Linked DNA regions of Canis lupus: region 2 is linked to region 1. The links are chromatin contacts, called in public Hi-C maps. All regions are on one chromosome and are shown on one strand. The core of a region is the stretch at or near the end of the contact, and the rest is flanking DNA. Distances in the headings are between cores, read along the strand shown.

Evidence for each region. Hi-C and Micro-C count contacts between places; a contact is called where the count stands out from the background.
Region 2: a Hi-C map of blood shows a contact between it and region 1, with 5 times the contacts expected there. The contact joins the promoter of MAP3K7 here to the promoter of MDN1 in region 1. A contact is called at or near these places in 2 of 9 Hi-C or Micro-C datasets (both in blood).

What each region holds. Positions count from the first base shown.
Region 1 is chr12:49,233,775-49,239,914 of UU_Cfam_GSD_1.0, reverse strand. It overlaps MDN1 (midasin), which reads left to right and starts at 1,570. Exons shown (of 102, transcript XM_038554729.1): 1 at 1,570-1,817. The coding sequence starts at 1,716.
Region 2 is chr12:49,954,804-49,961,151 of UU_Cfam_GSD_1.0, reverse strand. MAP3K7 (mitogen-activated protein kinase kinase kinase 7) reads left to right here and starts at 4,303. Exons shown (of 17, transcript XM_038554740.1): 1 at 4,303-4,637. The coding sequence starts at 4,518.

The sequences.
Region 1 (6,140 bases), core at 321-2,820:
GAGAGAGAGAGAGAGAGAGGCAGAGACACAGGCAGAGGGAGAAGCAGGCTCCATGAAGGGAACGTGACGTGGAACTCCATTCCTGGATCACGACCTGAGCCAAAGTCAGACGCTCAACCACTGGGCCACCCAGATGCCCCCACACATAAGTTTATTAACATGAACACTTCACATATACATGGGAGATATCCAGGGGGAAAAAATGAGTAACTCCTCAAACGTGGGTAATTTTTCATTCATTGTGCTAGGTCCTCAGGGGACCTTCTCAGTCTTCTTGGAAATTTTAAAATTTATTTGGAGATTTTTTTTTGCCCCATTTCCACAGTTCCCTAGTTCTTGGAAATGTTTTTTTGCCCCATTTTCACAGTTTCCTACTTCTGGATGTTCTAGAAGTTCTGTGCTTTTTGAGTTCCCCCAAAAGCAAACATTCAAAACCCTAGGGAAAGAAAATTCAAATTCAAATACATTTTTAAAAGACTCCATCACAGTATACGCTTGCTATTAGAGATCTATTTTTTTATTTTAAGATTTTATTTATTTATATATTCATGAGAGACACACAGAGAGAGAGAGAGAGAGGCAGAGACACAGGCAGAGGGAGAAGCAGGCTCCATGCAGGGAGCCCGACGTGGGACTCGACGTGGGACTCGACGTGGGACTCGACGTGGGACTTGACCCCAGGTCGCCAGGATCAGGCCCTGGACTGAAGGCGGCGCTAAACCGCTGAGCCACCCGGGCTGCCCCTCTACTTGCATTTATTTATTTATTTATTTATTTATTTATTTATTTATTTATTTATTATTTATTTATTTATTTATTATTTATTTTTTCTACTTGCTTTTAAAACCCATTTTGGAGGCATAATTTGGACAAGGTGCACAAACCTTGGGCAGAGTTTTTTTTTTTTTTTTTTTTTGCTTTTAAAAATTTATCTACCAGAGTAACCATTCCAATCCACCGAGAGGAAGATCATGAAACCGTTCCATCACCGCACCATGTTCCCTCAGGACCCTGGGCTGTCAATACTCCCGAAGGCAACCATTAGCTCGACTTTGTCATTATTTTGGCTTGTTCTTGAACTTCCCATAAATGAGCTTTCGTGTACGCTTCTATTCCACTCTTCAACGGCTTCTGAATATTCTATAATGTATATACCAGTTTCATTAAATATTCCCTAACTGAACACTTATTTCCAATATACATATTATATATAAATATTCCAATATTATATATATTATTAAGAATATTGCAAGGGGTGTGCTTGTGTGCGAGAAATTTCCATCGGAGGGAGACACGGTGGGCCGAGGGCTCCCCGGCTTCGGGCCTAGCGGAACCTCCGATCGCGCGGTCCGGCCACACGTGGTCCCTGAGACCTCCCATCACGGTACCCTCGGGACCCGGACCTAAGAGCGGTCGGCCCCAGTTTCCCTCCCGGAAGTGGCGCGGGCGTGACTCTCGCCGTTTCCGCCGCCGAGGGGGCGGGGCTGGGGCTGCCCTGCCCTTGCGGTCGCGGTCGCGGGCTGATGACGCAGGGCGCCGCGTGCTCCCCCACGTGTGCTGCAGTTCTCCCGGTGTCTGCGGGGCTGCCGCTTCGGCTTTCCCCGGGGGCGTAGTTGCTGGCGCTTGCCGCGCGCGACCTCCGCGGCTCGGGGGGGGGGCTCCGAGCGCTAAGTAGGGAGCGCTGGGGGCCGCCGGGGGCAGCAGGGCCTGCGGACATGGAGCACCTTTTCCTGGAGGTGGCGGCTGCCCCGCTGCGCTTACTCGCTGCCAAGAACGAGAAGAGCCGTAGCGAACTGGGCAGGTTCTTGGCCAAACAGGTAAAAGCAGGGGGAGGTGGGGGAGGCGGATGGAAGTCGCCGGGCCGGGACCCTGTCGCCCCCGTGGCGCGTGCCCTGCGGCCCTGAGCGAGACGCACTACGCTCGGGGTACGGAGGTTCGGCGTTCTGCCCTCCAGGCCCCCTCCCCAGGGCGGGCCAGGGGCGGGGACGTCCGCGCGCGTCTGAGGAAATTGGAAGAAGCCTTTCGTGCTTACCGGAGAGACCCTTCCGTCCCCTGCAGCCGCCGAGCGCTCTGTGGCGCACACGGCCTTCCGAAGGAAACGTGCTTGGTTTTTCCTGCGATTGGAGTTGGATCTCAGCCCGTTTGACATGTGTTTTACTTAAGTGTGCCAAGCCTGAGCCGCCCCCGTTAGTTTGGGTGACTTCTTTTTTTTTTCCCCCTCTCCGTCCCATCCCGTAGTTCGGGCCCGCAGACACGTATTGATTGCGTTCCTGCTTTACGTGAGGTAACCGTGCGGTTCCGTGAGGAGACGGAGAAATTCGTTACGGTCTCTGCCCGCAGGGGAATACAGCGTCTATTTTTGGAGACAGTTCATAAACACAAAACAACTGAAGGACAAAGCAAGACAGCGAGTACGATCTGTGACATTAACCGTATGCGTTATGAGGTGAATTAGAGTCTTCTAGGAAGTGGGTGTTTGGCCTTTTAAGAGCCTTCTCTGGACTCCCTGCTGTCTGAGTGGAGGACCTTTATCATGCATTTTTTCTCACGTTGTATTTTAATTTCCTTTTTTAAAGGTTCCCCACCCCCAATATCTTGGAGCTTCTTGAGAGTAGAAAATGTGGGTTTTGTTTTTTTTTTTCCCTTCTAACTCCAGTATCTAACTTAAGTCATTAATGCGTTGTACACATACATATGGCATTGCTTAGGAAGTAATGGGAGTATTTTGGGTCCGGAGCAGCAGAGAATTGACACGAGAGGCATTTCTGTTTGGTGACAACAAATTGAAAGTGTAAAGTAAAGGGACGGAGGAGTCAAGATAGCCTGGAATTTCTGGCTTCTGAGACCCAGTGAAGGGAATCCCTAATCAAATGGTGAGCTGTAGAAAGAGAACTGAGTTTTGATGGGTTGGACTAAGGAAGAGCTAATCCGTTCGCGTGAGCTGAGCTTTTCGTTACAGGCTCCTGAATTAAGTATTTTTTAAAAATTATTTATTTATGATAGGCAGACAGTGAGAGAGAGAGGCAGAGACACAGGCAGAGGGAGAAGCAGGCTCCATGCACCGGGAGCCCGACGTGGGATTCGATCCTGGCTCTCCAGGATCGCGCCCTGGGCCAAAGGCAGGCACTAAACCACTGCGCCACCCAGGGATCCCCTGAATTATGTATTGTTGCTAGAGGTATTTTTCTGTAAGTGGGCTTTAGAATTCAAAGCACAGGTTCTGATTCCGGGGATCATGAACCAGCAACAGGAGATTGATGTTTCCCCACTGCTGTTATTGAATGTAAAATTGGTGTTTATGTATTGGGAGTAGCGTGGGGAAAGGGTTTGTAGTCTTTAGGAGATAAAGTTTTAGAGAATCTGATACACCTAAGTGTGAGAACCACTCATGTGGATTCTGAGATTGTATTTGAAATAGTATTGGATCTGAAAGCTACTAGAAAGTTCAGTTGAGGGGGCAGCCCTGGTGGCTCAGCGGTTTAGCACCGCCTGCAGCCCAGGGCGTGATCCTGGAGACCTGGGATCGAGGATCGAGTCCTGCGTCGGGCTCCCTGCGTGGAGCCTGCTTCTCCCTCTGCCTGTGTCTCTCATGAATAAATAAATAAAATCTTTAAAAAAAGTTCATTTGAATTAAGGAGATTTGAACACCTTTGCTTCTCCCTTTTCTTTGCTTCACATTGTCAAATTCTGTCCTGAGATGTCTTCTCAGGTTTGTTCCTTGAGCCATTTTCAGTAATAATTTTAAGATTTTTCACTCAGAAGAGTTGATTGTGTTGCCAGTCTGTATTTCTCCTATTTTTGGAAACAAAACCATTTTTATTGTAAAGCAATAACCTTTGAAAGATGATTCTCATTGCAATTGGGATCTGAAATAAGAATTTTTTAAAAAAAGATTTCATTTATTTATTCATAAGAGACAGAGAGAGAAGCAGATTCAGCAACTGCCAGGTGGAAGAGATGCATAGGACAGGGTATGTGAGAAGGAGTGCAGAGCTTCCATGCCCTCTCCAGAGGTGGCACTTTCTACACATATCCTTGTCTTCACCAACTTGGAAGCCATCCCGATCAAGTCCTTTTGGGTTTTTGAGGTGGCTTTGTTACTTAGGTATGATTGATGAAATCTTTAGCCATTGGTGTTGGAACTATATCCAACCATGGCCTGAGGTGGAGGTGGGTGTATGACTGAAAGTCCAACACTAATGATTTGGTTGGTTCTCTAGACAACCAGCCCTTGGGTACTTTCCAGAATTCACTTGTGGGGCACCTGGCTGGCATAAGTTGGTAGAGCATGCAACTCTTGATCTTGGGGTGGTGGGCCACGTTGGGCCTAGAACTTAACTTTAAAAACCTCATAAAATTCACTTCCTTAATACAACAAAAGACACTTTTATCATTCTCCTCACAGGACATTCCAAGGGCTTTTAAGAAAAATGTACTATTAAAAATCATGGGGTGTCTGGGTGGCTCAGTCTGTTAAGTGTCCCACTCTTGGCTTTGGCTCAGGTTTATTTTCATCCTTTTTCTTTTCTTAAGATTTTTTTTTACATTTTTATTTTAAAAAATATTTTATTTATTCATGAGACACACACACACACACACACACACACACACACACAGATAGAGAGAGACAGGCAGAGGGAGAAGCAGGTTCCACGCAGGAAGCCTGATGTGGGACTCGATCCCCGGATTCCAGGATCACGCCCTGAGCTGAAGGCAGATTCTCAACCGCTAAGCCACCCAGGTGTCCCTTTTTTTAAGAATTATTTATCCATGAGAGACACACAAAGAGGTAGAGACAGAGGGAGAAGCAGGCTCCACACAGGGAGCCCTATGCGGGGGATCAAGTCCCCAGACCTGTGATCACGCCCTGAGCCAAAGGCAGACAACGCTCAACAGCTGAGCCACCTAGGCGTCCCCATTTTCATCCTTTTAAAAAATTAAACAAAATTTTTTTCTTTAAGTAATCTCTATACCCAATGTGAGGCTCAAACTCATGACCCTGAGAACAAGAGTTGCATGCTCTTTCAACTGCACAAGCCAGAAGCCCCGACACTTTGATTATTTCAAAAAGAAGCCCCCATACCTTTTAGCTATCACCGCCCTACCCCCATCACTGTGCTTTCTCACATCCCCCCAGGCAACCACTAACTTATTGTTTTTACCTATAGGTCCCCTATTCTGGTCGTTTAATATACTTATAATTAATAAGTCATCTGACTCTATAAGTATTTTGTATAAAAGTTCCCCATTGTCTCTAGAATAAATATCCAAGCTTTCTAAAATAGTATGTGAGGTGTTGTGTTTTTTTTTTTTTTTTTTTTTAATTTTAAATTTAAAAGTTTCTTTAAAAAAAGTTTATTGAGTCCTTATATCCTGCGTGGGGCTCAAACTCATGATCAGGAGTCTCATACTCTTCTAGCTGAGACAGCCGGGTGCTCCCAAAACAAAAGCTTTTAAAAGAATTTTTTTTTTCTGTCAGCTCTATTTCCATTTTTTTGTTTCAGATGTTTTTAAATCCAGCCTAGTGATTCTCACCTGGGGTAATTTTGCCCCCAAGGGCAAATCTGGAGACATTTTTGGTTGTCAAAACTGCTGGTGGGGTTGCTTCTAGCACGTAGTATTTAGAGGCCAGGAGTGTTGCCAAATATGTTATAATGCATGCGATAGCCTCACAGTGTGAATTTTAAGGAATAAATTTTAAATATTTGTATACCTAATAACAGAAGATCAAAATACATGAGTCAAAAAGTGACAGAGGAGGAAAAACAGACAAATTCACAATTATAATCGGAGACTTAACATCCTGTCCTGAGTAATTGATTGAAGAAATACAGAAAATCACTAAGCATGTGGAAGACCCACTATCAGTAAACCTTATCTAATTGACATTTATAGAATGCTGTGCCCAGTAACTGTGGAATACATGTTCTGCTCATCTGGAACATTCACCAAGATAGAGCATACTCTGAGCCATTAAATAAGTCTTAATAAATTTAGGAGAATTAAAGTCATACATGAGATATTCAGTGATCCCAATGGATTTTTTTTTTTTAAGATTTTATTTATTTATTCACGAGAGACACAGAGAGAGGCAGAGACACACAGGGAGAAGCAGGCCCCATGCAGGAAGCCTGACGTGG
Region 2 (6,348 bases), core at 3,054-5,553, 720 kb before region 1:
ACAGAAATGTCTGTTATACATAATGTCGAGAATGCTTTGGAATTGCACCTGTCTCTACTCCCCCCTCACAGGCCTTTACCATCCACGCTGTGGGCATCTGAAACACAAACCCTTTCTGCAACTCCATGGGCTGTGAAAGACCTAGGATAAAGATGTGGGGAGTTAGGAAATATGGAATACACTCAAATATTTGAGAAATGCACGAATTTGGAGAGCCGCTCTCCAGCAGTGTCACTGAATTGCTAAGGAGCTGGCTATCCTCTGTGTATTGAAGTTTTGAATAAGTACAACAGAAAACTATTTGTGAGCTTCCTGGAAAGAATAATAGTTGATCAGTTTGGGCTAGTTTGGTTCTAGGACAGGCAGTAAAGATACACTTTCTAGATATAGAGCTCCATCTGAATAGACATATTAATAATGAACATTTGTTGGTTGCAAACCAAACAACCATTCCCTGCTTTGCCTCCTAGGAGTCTTCAGATTTTTCTTCTGGTTAGGAGCTCCTCCCTCTCAAAGCCCATGATCCCATGAGTCCTCAGCCTAAGTTATCCCAGATATTTTCAACCTCAAACCACCTGTCCTCTATTGCTCACTCAAGGGTACAGTTGCCAAGGGCTTTTTGAAAAAGAAGTTCCCTGCTCTTCTGAAAGAGCTACCAAAAGAGACACTCTCTGTCATTGTACTGTAGAGTGTGTATGTCGTATGAAAAGCAAAACTCCTTAGAGCCTACATTCTCAGTGGGGGTAAAAACTGAGAAGAAAAAATCTTATTCTTTTTATGCACAAATCATAAAACAGGCATACAGTCCATAAACAGACATGCACTATAACTGTGATATTAAAACTTGGCAGGGGGAAGCATTGAGAAAAAAATCTTAAAAGGCTCTTTAGGGGAGCAATAAAGAAAAAAAGGTTGAGAAACACTGTTCTAGAGCAATGGCAAATACCACAAAAAGGAGAAGACAATAATGGAAATTAAATTATTAATGCTATCATTAAGTTTATGACATCTAAAACCTATTCTAGCTCTTGACTTTCCATTTAACTAAGAAAATAAGTTCCCTTTATTGTTTAAGCCATTTTGAGATGAGTCTCCTGTTATTCATAACAAATATATTAACTGACAAAGTATGGAATTCTTTATCTGATGTATTATACATGCCAATGCAAAAGAATATTAAAGTGGAACTATTTTAGTCTGTTTCTGCTAAGTCTCCATGAAAATAGGCGCCAGATATCCTCATATCCAAAATGAGCTAAGTAAGATAAGAATCCCACTTAAACCATGCAAAGAGATAGTGGGAAATGAATTTCAAAACTCTTAATCCTCATCCCATCGATAGCACAGAGTTAAAATTGAAGACAGGGTTGAAGGTTAAAGAGTAGTTATCAGGACATTGACATGAGGGTGGTTGGTGGAGAGTGCTCAAATTTCGAGGGACTTCAAGAAGGCCCTTTAATAACCTTGTATTTATCTCTGGAAATTTGTGTAGACACAACAGACAGGAATCTGAAGTTGAAATTGTGAGGTCCAACCTTCTATTCTTAACTCATGAAAGTTAAAGGGAACACAAAATAAAAATTGAGGTGAATTAAGGGAAGTTCAGCCCCTCCTTCCTCATTTCTCTGGATTCAAACTGTATTACTCAGGACACTGATTGCCAGTGACAAAAATACAACCTGACTCAGCTTAAATGAAAAATGGGGATTTACCACCCACATAATCAAATCACAGGAGAGGTGAACTTTGATCTAGGGGATGACTGGATCCACACATGAACAGTGGCAGGACTTTATCATAAGCTAGTGAAAATGTTCCAGGCACTGGAACCTACCTGCCCATCCCCTGCCCCCCCCACCCACCCACCCACAGTCTACAAGCACACAGAATTGACTTTAGACTAGTATCAGTATCTAAGTCCAAATCAGTAGATAAAATATAGAAGCAGAAATTCTGGAGTGGATTTCAGAAACAGTAGGAAGTTCACTTTGAAATGCATCCAACAGAAGAAATGGTAGAAATACATGTGCATGGGTGAGTAGATGGACAAATATAGGATAAAGCAAGTATCGTAAAATGTTGTTAGAATCTTGATGGTAAGTATATAGGAGTTCACTGTAAAATTCTTTCAATTTTTTTTGTATGTTTGATATAGTAAATATGTTGGGGTGGGGAGAGGAAATCAAGCAGGAGAATAGCATCATGGCTAGAATGATTAATACCTTTTCAGCAGGATTCTAGTTCTAAACCGAAGGTACAGAAAACAGACTTTACACGCCTGGCAAAGGGGGAACTAGCAAAGCTAGTCATTCAACTAGAACATTGACCAAACATTTCTTGTGCTTCCACTTGGTAGATCCACTGAATTAAAATCAAGGTGTTAAATAGAAATCATTAATGACCTGCAGGTAGAATTATCATATGATATAATCCTAATTTCGGAAATCCAGAAATGACAGGTGAAATGGTTATCCCATGGACTTAATCTGCTTCTACTTAGTTATTAGTGCACTAAGCATCATTTTATTTATTTATTTATTTTTATTAATGAGAGACACAGAGAGAGAGAGAGAGAGAGAGAGAGAGAGAGAGAGAGAGAGAGAGGCAGAGACACAGGCAGGGAGAAGCCGGCGCCATGCAGTGAACCTGATGTGGGACTCGATCCCAGAACCCGGGATCAGGCCCTGGGCTGAAGGTTGCGCTAAAACGCTGAGCCACCCGGGCTACCCCTAAGCATCACTTTAAATGTAGAAATAAAGTCCTGATTTCTCACTTGTACAAAGGAGTAGATGGATGGTATCCTTTATGGACTTAGAAAATGTACACAGGAAAACATATTTGCGGGGGGTAACTTTTGCATTTGCTTTTGGAATCTTGAAGTTTAGCTGTTTATGGTAAACCTAAATAGAGATGTTCAATAGTCCGGGAATTCAGGTAATATTTGAGCCTGGGAGATTGGGAGTGGTCATAAAAGTGGTGTAGATATTCAAGACACTGTGTATCATTCAGAGTGTGTAACAAGAAGGAATTATTTCATTCTTTTTATGCTATTCACCAAGCTATCATTGAGTATTACCGGAACTATAAAAAATGACAGATCGTTTTCAGTTCATAATTTCTTCATAATTTCTTAATTGCCAATTCCAATGACCTATTTGCTATCCCAAATGTGTTTAACTTACTTTTCTGTACAGCATTTATTGGGCCGCCTATTCTTTAATTGGAAAACTCTTCTCCATTCCCCTCACTTTCCCCTTTCTGAATTGTTCCTTTTGTCTTTTACCTTTACTGAGTCTCAGAATTTGACATGTGTTAAGGTTTCATCCTTGGTCCTTCAGCCTTCATCTCGAACTCCACAATTTTTTCCAGTTAGGCTTCAGGTCACACCGACTAAAGTCTAGTTTAAAACTATAAGTTCTGTGGATAGCACCACACAGGCACCACTATCCACCTTGGAGCTACAACGACCGAGCTTCTACTAGCCCGTGAAGCTCCTATTTTTTGCATCTCTCTGAGCCTATTTTCTAAGGTCTTTAAAAACGGCAGCCAAAATATTTGATGTTACTGATGATTACATTATAAACGTTAAAGCACCTGAGTGCTCCGCATTCGACAAGGACTATTAATGCAATCCATAACTTCAGATGAATACAAGTCATAAATATCTACCTTACCTAATATTAAGGTCTGTTCCTGCGCACTCAGCCTACATAGTGTTATTCAGGTTACACGTGCTGGCTGGCTCGCTCTGTACCATTTTCTTTAGAATCCCTCGTAACATCAGGGACTCTGGCTCAAAGAGTAGCAACTGCTTCCTTCCATACATCGCATTGAGAGAAAACATCTCCCAAGGATTCTTAAAGAAATAGCTCAGTTTCCCTTACGGGTGAAACTGAAAAATGCTCCGTCACAAAAACTCAGTCCAACACTACCCCATCTGTCCGCAGGTCTCTGAGATTAAAGGGACCCGCGCCATAACACAGCTGACGGAGCAGAGTTGAAACCTTACTTTTTATCTTTCCCGCCAGTCTCTGAACGACCAACCGCACTGATAGTCCGTCAGGCTCCGCGCCACTTCCGTTCGCGCACTTTAATTGCGTCACCGCATCAGCTCTCGCGGTATCATCCGATGTTGGGGGGGGCGCCCTTCAATAAAGATCTCGCGAAATTTGTCCTGCAGCTCTAAGCTCGCCTCTCGCTCTTCCCCGACCCCACCCCCAACCGGCCCTTCCTTTCCCCGTCTCAGTCACAAAACTCCCCCCTCCCCTTTCTAGAGCTCGCAGCCCTCCTCCAGTTTCCGATTTCAGGCCGGAACCGGAAGTCCAGTGGGCGGGGCCCGGCGGCGGAAAACGCAGCGGAGCCGGGGCCGGGACTCGGCTGTGGCCGCTGCCCCTGTCCCCCGCCACGGATCGCCGTGGCTTCAGGCTGAAGGTCGGTCCGGAGGCGGGTGGGCACGGGTCTCCCCCGGAGTGTCCGGGTGGCAGCCTCCCCGGGCCCCCCGGGCTCCGCGAGGGATCATGTCTACAGCCTCCGCCGCTTCCTCCTCTTCCTCGTCTTCGGCCGGTGAGATGATCGAAGCCCCCTCCCAAGTCCTCAACTTTGAAGAGATCGATTACAAGGAGATCGAAGTGGAAGAGGTGAGTGAGGCTCGGCATGGAGGCACCCGAACCGGCCTTGCCTGGTCCCAGCTCTTCAGGGGGCTCCTCGGGCCCCTGCGGTTCTCAGGGCCCCGCCGGGTCCACCCGGGAGTCCCTACCTACCCAGGCCAGGTGGAGAGAGGACTTTGCCTTCAAATGCCCTGGGGAAGCTTGCTTTCTTCTTCACTGCTGCCCTCCTCTTCTGGGTCCGGGGTCTGGAGTTCGATCACCTCAAACAGCAGGACGGACTGGTGAGATGGTGTGGTCCACCGGTTCCTAAATACATAGGTAGCAGGTTCATCAAAGACCACGGCCGTTTTGGAGTTTCGGTTCCCCGAGACTTGGTGCTCTTCAGGGCCGAGGGTTGTATTACGTCTGACGTATATAGCTCCGTACCTAGTACGAACGCTTGGTAAAGGAATCTGTCATCCTGTCGTATACAGCGTTTCCCCAGCTACCGAATGATTCTCATTTTGGCCTATTCGATAGAGCAGTAGACCTAATAATAAACGTTCTGTCCTCTGTTGGACTAGCCTGGACAAATTTTAGCATCAGTAATGTAGACTACGGTGAAACGATGTCTCAAGGTGGCATATTCCGAAGAGCTAACTCAGTGATTTCAGTGACAACCACAGTTTAACACCAAACCAGAAATCGCTGTTTGAAAACCCAAATCCGTCCTTTATTCTGTAAGAAGTTATTTTAGAGAAAGGCAGTTAGGTGCTTTTAACATGTCGTTTCTTTTCAAATATATAAAGTAGATTGGATCGGGGCGCCCGGGTGGCGCAGCGGTTTGGGGCCTGCCTGCAGCCCAGGGCGTGATCCTGGGGCCCCGGGATCGAGTCCCGCGTCGGGCTCCCTGCATGGGGCCTGCTTCTCCCTCTGCCTGTGTCTCTGCCTCTCTCTCTCTGTGTCTCTCGTGAATAAATACATAAAATCTTTTAAAAAATAAATAAAGTAGATCGGACCACACAATTTAGAAAAGTGAAAACAATGTATATTTTAAAGACACACTTTAGAAAGTGTTAAAACTTTAGTTGAAAATAGTATCTATCAGTTACCATGTATTCTTCATTTTTAAAATTTATTAAGTACTTCGCAGTACATAGTCCTTAAAGAACACTGTGTGTTCTGTGTCACAGACTTCAAGGAGTTACCTCTACTTTAAAAATCCAAAATTATTTTTAGGCAGTGGCAGGGTAAAGTGGTGAGATAATTTTCACTCAACAAATAATCTTTTTTTTTTTTTTCCTATGGCATGTTTTGGAAGAATAATGGATTCTTTAAGCATGTCTTTTTATTGCATAAAGTAATCATGGAGAACAGCCTCATTTTACAAGAGAGCGTAAGCAAGGCCTTTGGAGTTAGAAGAATGTTCAGTATATCAGGTATACCATTTATTAGCTGTGTGATTTGAAGCAAGTTTCATAAACACTTTGAGCATTATAGCTTTATCTCTTAACTATAAATATAAAACAGGGATAATAATTTTTATTTAATTTTATCTGTATAACATCCTGTTAGGCAATATAATCAAAACCCAACAGGGTACCTGACACTTACTACTAGGAAACTGAGTTCCTGAGAGGAACAGTGACCCTCTTTAAGGTCACATGGCTAAAAGAAGGACCCATATTTTGAAAAGAGGGAGGAATTTATTTGTGTGTGTGTGGGGGGGTGATTTCTATTGAGGCTATGATAAATTCCTTTT